Linked DNA regions of Macaca mulatta: region 2 is linked to region 1. A link is a contact called in public Hi-C data. All regions are on one chromosome and are shown on one strand. The core of a region is the stretch at or near the end of the contact, and the rest is flanking DNA. Distances in the headings are between cores, read along the strand shown. Region 1 holds the start of E2F7 (E2F transcription factor 7). Region 2 has its middle 250 kb from the start of E2F7.

Region 1 (3,814 bases), core at 1,300-3,799:
TATATATGTATATATATACACACACATATAGAGAGAGAGAGAAAAAAATATAGCCCCAAATTCTTTGACACTTCTCCCGTTGAGAGTGAGGTATATGTCTTCTCCCCTTGAATATGGGTGGATCTTTGACTGCTTCCTCCCAAAAACTGTAGTGGAATTGATGCTATCATTTCTCAGGCTACATCACAAAAGGTGATACTATTTCCACTTTGCTACATGGCATGTTCATTTTGGATCCCAGGAGCCACCCTGGAAGAAGTCCAACTATCTTGAGCTGCCATGCTGTAAGGAGGACCAGGCCATATGGAGAGGTCACATGTCGAGACTCTTCTTGATACTCCAGCCTAATTCTCAGCCAACATCAGTGTTAACTGAATCAGCGAGAGATTGACAGGTTATGTATGCATTCTGGGACTTAAAAACATCAATATAAAACATCAATATAAGTGTGTCGGAATAATGTCTCTGAATTTGTCCATCAAATATTTATTTTCCAGTTTTCCTCCAAATCTAAGATAACTCCTATAATCAATGAAATTATAAGTGCCTGAAGTGATGTATCCAACTGAGTTTTTTTTTTTGTAACTTGAATAGCGGCTACATTTGTATCAAAATTGAAAAAGTACTTTTACTCTGAAAATGCTAGGAAAAGTTCTGCACCATTAAACTGTCTAACCTCAAAGAAACCATCAATAGTATTTTGAAATATCAGAGAAATGAATGGACTTTAATAATTTGAATGTTGGTCTAGAAGGCTGACTGGTGGGCTTCAAAAAGGTGTGTTCATGTCCTAATCCCCAGAACCCATGAAGGAACATGACTCTGGAAAGAGGATCTTCCCAGATGCAATTAAATTGAAGATCTCAAGATGAGATCATCCTGGACTATCCAGGTAGGACCTAATTTCAGTGACAGGTATCCTCATAGGAGACACATGGGAGAGACTTAACAGACAAAAGAGAAAGCAACGTAACCATGGAGGTAGAGATTGGAGTGAGGCTGCCACAAGTCAAGGATTGTTAACAGCCACCAGAAACAGGAAGAAGAAAAGGATAAGAGCCCCTGGAGTGTAGCCCTGGGAACACCTTAACTTTCCAGAAATGTGAGAGAATAAATCCCTGTCCTCATAAGCCAGTTGTGGTAATTTGTTACAACAGCATTAGAAAATGAATACCGTTGGGAAAAGTATTTCCTTATCTACTTCCTGTTTCCATATATGTGCAAAATTTAATAAGTTGCAATTTTTTATTCTTTAAACGTCTCATTAGGCTTCTACCTACAAAAGAGTTTTCAGTTCAAAATGTTATTCCTATAAAAATGTCAGATTTTTATTACTATTGTTTCTTTTGTTTAATGTTTTGCACACTTTTCTCTTTTCAGTGTATGACCTAGCAGTGATTTTTTTTTTTTTTAAGGCTCTATTTGCCAGCAATCTAGAGTACGAAGTGAAGGACGTGATTGAGCAGTCTGAATTCTGCTGAGAGTTCATTTAAAATATATGTATTTGAGGCCGTGCGCAGTGTCTCACACCTGTAATCCCAGCACTTTGGGAGGTGGAGGCAGGCGGATCACCTGAGGTCAGGAGTTCAAGACCAGCCTGGCCAACACAGTGGAACCCCGTCTCTACTGAAAATACAAAAAATAGCCGGGCGTGGTGGAGCACGGCTGTAATCCCAGCTACTCGGGAGGCTGAGACAGAGAATCGCTTGAACCCAGGAGGTGGAGGTTTCAGTGAGCCGAGATCTTGCCACTACACTCCAGCCTGGGTGACAGCACGAGACTCCATCTCCAAAAATAAAATAAAAATATTTGGAGGATAAGTGGTGAAGAGTGGAGCCTTGGTACAGAAAGGAAAATGATACCTTTGCTGTAAAGTATATGGGGTGTAGGGAAATGTCTGTACATTTAAGAATGTCTGATGCTTTAAGGCTGTCTCACATTTCAGTTGAGGGATATCCTACAAAATACTTGACCGATACAACTCAAAAATGTCCAGGTGTCAAAAATGAGGAAAGTATGAGAAACTGTCATAGCCAAAAGGAGCCTACAGAGACATGGGAACTAAAGGTAATGTGGTATCCTGAACAGAAAAAAAAAAGGCATTAGGAAAAAATTAAGGAAATCTGAATAAAGTAATGACTTTAGCTCAGAAGAATCTACCAATATTAGTTCATTAATTTCAAAAAATATTCTATACTAACACAAAATGTTAATAGTGGGTGAAATTGGGTGCTGAATATACGGGTATTCTTGGTACTATCTCAATTTTTCTGTAAATTGAAAACTTCTAAACAATAAAGTCTATTTTGTAAAAAAAATCTATCACTACCAACATTCATATTTTAAACAAGAAACTGTAGGATGAAAGAAGTGAAACAGTTAATACAAATCAGGGGTGTTGAGGAAATTTTCTAGACTGTCGCCCAGAATGCTAGTCCCTATTGCAAAGAATTACTTTTTTACATAAAGCTTTTTCCCTCCTAATTATTTGCAATGTGCCGAAAAGGGAACACCAAAAAACATTTCCGGATTTGCCACACACACACACACACACACAAACTTCTGGTTTGGCTTCCAGTCTAGTCTCCAGGGCTAACTGGCGTGCCATCTGCTCACAGCAGAGCGGTAACCATGGTTCATGTGTCACACCAGCGTGCGGTGTTAGGAAGTTTGCCCCGGCAAGTCTGGACAACTCCGCTTCCGCACAGGTTGCTGAGGGCGGGTGGGGATGGCGGCAGCAGCAGCATCCAGAGGGTGTAGATCGTTCTTCCAAACCCCATCTGCTTTCCTCTCCTCTGGCTGTGCCCGGGGTCCCCGGGCGCGGCAAGCCTTGGGGACGTGCGCGGGTCTTCTATACATAACAAAAGAGCCCTCCTCCTCCTCCTCTTCCTTCTCCCGCCGCCCCGCGCCGCCCCGCGCCGCCCCCACCTTGGCTTCCCGCGGCCGCCCGGGCCCGCGTCCCCAGCAGGAATTGGCTCCCAGGCCCGAGGTTTCCAGGTACCCGGAAGGGGGAGGGGGCCGAGGCGGCAACAATTGGGCGGGTGAGGGCAAAACGCGCGACTCGGAGCGCCAAGACTCCGAGGGGTGGTGAGCCCGGGCCGTGCCGCCACACGATTGGCCGGGGCCACCCCGCCGGCCGCCGCTAATTGGTGGATTCTCAAATTCGGTCTCAAGGCGCCAGAGGAGGTGTTTTAGCGGGGACTACGATCCAGGCTGGAGTCGCGCTCGGCGGGTCTGAGCGCTGGCGCTGTCGGGACGCCGCGGGGTCCCCGCCAGTCCAGGGCACTCGGCGCGGGGATCTGCGCACCTAGCTCTCCCTTCCCGATGCCGCCGCCCGGCTGCTGATCGCCGCACCACCTTCCCTCATCGGCTTGGGTCGGTGGAGGTCCCTGCAGAGGCAGGAAGCCTCCTTCGGAAAGCAGTGGTAAGCGGTAAGCGTGTGGCCCCAGCGCTGGTGGGGAGGCGGGAATTGGGATACGGGGACCCCTCCCGCCCCGGCTGCCAACCTGCCACCCCTCACGTCCCCCGGCTGGCGAGGGCTCGAGATGTTTCTGCCGGGGGACCCGGTGCGCAGAGGGTGTGCCGGGTGCAGCTCTCCCTCCAGCCCGGCAGTAGAGGGAATTTGCCCTTCCCCACAACTTGGGGCTTTCATTGGAGGAGTTTATTTGGGGGATCTGCTCGGAGGCCCGGGAAGGGGCTACGCTCAGCGCTGAGTGGGTTTGGTCTGGCGATCGGGTTTCCTTCCCCCTGATTCAAAACCCCTCAAAGCCGAATTCCTCTCAGTTCTTTGCGCCAAAATTAACTGACCTGGGAG
Region 2 (4,046 bases), core at 1,460-3,959, 250 kb before region 1:
AATCACATGACACTTAATTAGAACAGACTTCATTAAATCCTTCACACATACACACACACACACACACACACAGTCACACCAAAATATAAGTGACCAAAAGGGCATGACATCTCAAACCAAGAACAAGAGAAAATGAATATTTTATTGCACCTACAATTAATCGTGCCTTCGAATTCCAGCCAACCTGCCAAAAGCATCTTGTAAATGTGTCAGGAAAACCCACCCACCCAGGGAACACCAAAATTGGAAGTCAGATAAAAACAATAATGCAGGACCGTTACTACTATCACTGTTCACTAGGAAAAAAAAAAATTAGAAGAAAAACATGCTCTTTGGATTTTAGTGGCAAGGGAATTTTAAGTCTTTTGTAAATATTCACCTGAACTGGATAAATACGATCTTGAGTAGGAACAGCATTAGGTGCAGAATTCAGAAAATAATGCATTTTCAGTGTACAGCCTTTCAATTGGCTAAAAACAAAGACAACAACTCTATAGAGTGGCATGCCAATAATTACTTCTCTTGGTTTACATATATATTTTCTATTGTATCAGTAGTTTCCCTTCTGCCTGATCTATTCTCTGCCCTAAGATCCTTTATCCTATATTAATAGTTGAATTTAAAAGACAAACGTGCAGACAAAGGAAAAGCGGCAAATAGAGCTCTCTCAAACTGAGACTTTTTTTCTTTATGAACTATAGGCACCTCTAAAACAGAGTGGAGGAACATCATTGATTAGAATCATTTTTCCACGTGGAATATTTTGACCTCAGGAAAACTTAAGCAAAACAATTAGATTTTTTAAAATCAAATAACCAGAAATAAAATGTTTGTGGACAAATAAAAAGTCATCCTGTTTTTTGCCTTTGTTTTGACATGATACAGACATCTTACATTTCAAAGAAAAAAAGATATAACCATAGTAAGGAAGTGTCTCAACATAAACAAGGCAGAATATGTTCTAACCTAGAGTGGATCGTTTGTAAGAAGTACTAATTTATACCTACCTAGTTGTACCCATGCTAAGAACCAAAAATAAACTAAAAGCCTGGTTTCATTGCATTTTCATGTTTTCAGTACTAAAGTCTGAACCTCGATATTTCACAAAAGAGTTGCTATGCCTTTATTCTTTGGCAAGGTCTCCGCGTTTTCTTAGCACGGTGTACCAGAGGTTGCCACTCCAGCCAGCTTGGACGTTGGAAGCTAGCATCTGAATCTTAATTATGACCCACTTGTTCCACTGATTGGGTAGTGCAAACGTGAGTGACGTTCAAAGAGGAGAAAATTAAGATAATAGAAGTTGCCTGTTCCTTAAAAACTGGAGGACAAGAACCTGTCTCCCAACTTTCCTAAAATTAAATGTCAAAGAGGGGAAAGAGTATATCAGTAATTTAAGAGGGAAGTTTATCTAGAATAAGGCTAGTTTTTTTTTTTTTTTCAAAGCTACATTTATGTATATCCATGGCTTATGTGGGTTTAAAACACATGCAGCCCTTACAATACATGTCATACTTGGAGCACGGAAGCTAGCTGCAGAACTGATTCTGACATACAGGCGCCTAGCTTAGAATGCATTTCTGTATAATTCAGGGAGATCAATACACTCGGGAAACAAATATGTTGATGGATGAGGACGGTCTGAAAACGACCAGGTTGAGGTGGCCACGCTGCAGGTTTCACAGCTATTTCATGTTGGCAGAACGAAAGGGTTGCAAACGATCCCCCTTTCTTTAAAGGGGAAAGGAAAAAAGGAAATGAGGGGAGAAAAAAAGAGGAAATGGAAGGAAGAGAATGAAGCGAGTGGTGAGTAAAGGAAGAAAGAAATGAGGACGGGGAAAGAGAAAGAGAGAATCCCGAAGAGGGGCGGGGGAGTGGGAAGGAGAGCTATGATGTATGGACGCTCACCAGCCACCAGCCGAGCGCTCCATCACCCCCAAGCCTGCATCCCTCCCTCACTCGTCTGGAGACCTCGGGTTCCGCCGCCCCGGCGCTGACAGCCCTCCCCGTGACCCCAGCGCAGGCCACGCCGAGATGCCCAAAGTGGCCCACCGCAGTCAGCCCATCCGAACCCGCCACTCCCAGGACCGCGCTGGCCACCCCCACCCCCGACGTTCCCCCGCACCCCCATCAGTAGTGTCAGGGGGAAAGCCGAGAGCGCAGCGAAGAGAAAAAGAATAAAGAATGGGAGAGGGCGGGGGAGACGACCAAAAACAATTTTTTAAAATAATCTGATTATGGGTCCTGGAGAAGCAGCAGGGAGGAGACCAGTGACAGGCACCTGGAAACGAACACGCTGTTGCAAATACCCCGGGCTCCGTTGGGTTGGGCGATTTTCCACAAAAGGAACTTTGCAAGGAGCGCAGCGGTTTGCAATAGAAGAGGAGGAGATCGCAGCGTTACCTGGCCGAGGTCTTGCCGGCGGGCCGCGGAAATCCTCAGGTTTGCGATATTGAGCCACTTGATCAGGTTACTATGGAAATCGTCTTAAGGAGATGGAGAAAAAAAAGAAAAACCAACCGAGGCACATCCTTGTCACCCAGAAAGAAACTGCTCGGGCCGCTGAGAGCGGGCGCGGGACCGGGCGCGGCGCCTCTCCCGGCCCGGCTCGCTCTTTCTTCCCTCCTCGGCCGGGCCGCGCCTCCCCGCCCCGCGCCGCCGCCACCAAGCAGCCCGCGGGCAGAGCCGAGCTCTCCGCGGCGCGCAGCCGGGAGCGAAAGCGCGAGCTCGCTCGCAGCCTCCAGCCGGTCTGGGCGGCGAGTGGCGCTGTTTCCCAGTCGCGCAGCTGGAATTTAAAGAGACAGGCGCGTCGCGGGATCTGGGCCCTTGCCCAGGAGAGGAGCCCCACAGGAGGCCCAACGTCTCGGAACCGCGCGGGATGGACCGAGCGGGCCCTGCGAGAAAAGTTTCCTGCGGAGACGGCTGGAGGAGCGCCTGAGGACCAGGCTCAGCTTCCTCTCCCGAGTGCAGAACACAGTCTGCAAGGAGAGAGCAAGAGGGATTTTTTTTTCCTCCCTTGGAGACTAAGGGGGAAACGATTTGTATGCTCAACAAGTCTTGCACCTATTTTCAGCTGCTCTAGTTTCCGTCCTTGGGCACCAACTTCTTTTCATTGAAAGCACACCTACAAACGGGGAATGGACTGGGGGTGGGAGTCACTCTTCATTTTATGTCTCACTAAGCAGAGAGGCATGGGTTTAGAGGAAGGTGATGATGGGAAGATATAGCTGTCAAATATCTGGGATTTTTTTTTCTTCCTCTCTCAGCCAAAGAAGCGTCTCCTTTTCTCTACCCCCACTCCGATGCTGGAGGATAGACTTGAAGGTCTATTCTAACCTTTACTCCAGGGTTATCCACAGGCTCACCTGCCCGCCTACTGGCACCTTTTCTCTACAGCTAGGAAGGCAGGTCTACTTCTGTTGCTGAGAAGAAGCAAGATCTAGCAGAAAGAAGAGTCTAGCCTGCCTCTTTTCTATTCCTAGCTGAAAAACAGCTTTCAGTGGGCAGGTCTCTCAGTGTTTCACTGTTACAAATAAGGCTCAGATCTCAACTGCTGACACGCAACCCAAACAGGATGTGCTGACCAATTCACATGGTTTGAGACCACCACATATTTGGGGAACCTGAGAAATTATGATGCAATCCCTTTATTTTTCTGTCCTAACCATCACCTTTCATGCATCATATTACTAAACAGTCTCTGAGGTACTAGTTCAACTCGAATCCCTCCCCTGGAGGAGAGGCAGGAAGGGGATTCTCCTTACGGTCTTGTCTAGATCAACCAAACTGATTCCAGAGTTACTCTGGCATACGATAGTAGAGGCTCCATAGATATGGATGGCATTATCAGAAAAAAAGTGAATCTAGATTACCAACACCTTGTGGGCAGGATTCATAGAGTATTCTGTGTTCTATCTTAGACTATATACATTTTATGAGCCCTACACATAGGAAGGATGCTACATTCTAACTCAAATGTCTTAAGCTTCTTTCCTGTATCTCTCTACCAACTTAACCTCCAGTCCTCTCATCTCCACCATGCTTCCTTC

What was found. A called contact is a pair of places that touch in the nucleus more often than the background predicts.
Region 2: a contact with region 1 is called in a Hi-C map of fetal cortex germinal zone, with 2.5 times the contacts expected there. The contact joins the enhancer-like site here to the promoter of E2F7 in region 1. A contact is called at or near these places in 2 of 14 Hi-C or Micro-C datasets (fetal cortex germinal zone and fetal cortical plate).

Annotation. Positions count from the first base shown.
Region 1 is chr11:84,223,050-84,226,863 of T2T-MMU8v2.0, reverse strand. It overlaps E2F7 (E2F transcription factor 7), which reads left to right and starts at 2,549. Exons shown (of 13, transcript XM_028829739.2): 1 at 2,549-3,431.
Region 2 is chr11:84,476,149-84,480,194 of T2T-MMU8v2.0, reverse strand. No RefSeq gene overlaps it. Among named protein-coding and RNA genes, the nearest start is that of E2F7, 250 kb to the right of the region's middle. Within about 2 kb of position 2,709, at least 20 of the 40 cell types and tissues checked have an H3K27ac peak or open chromatin away from gene starts, as enhancers often do. A contact at or near this core is called in fetal cortex germinal zone and fetal cortical plate, where this site is marked.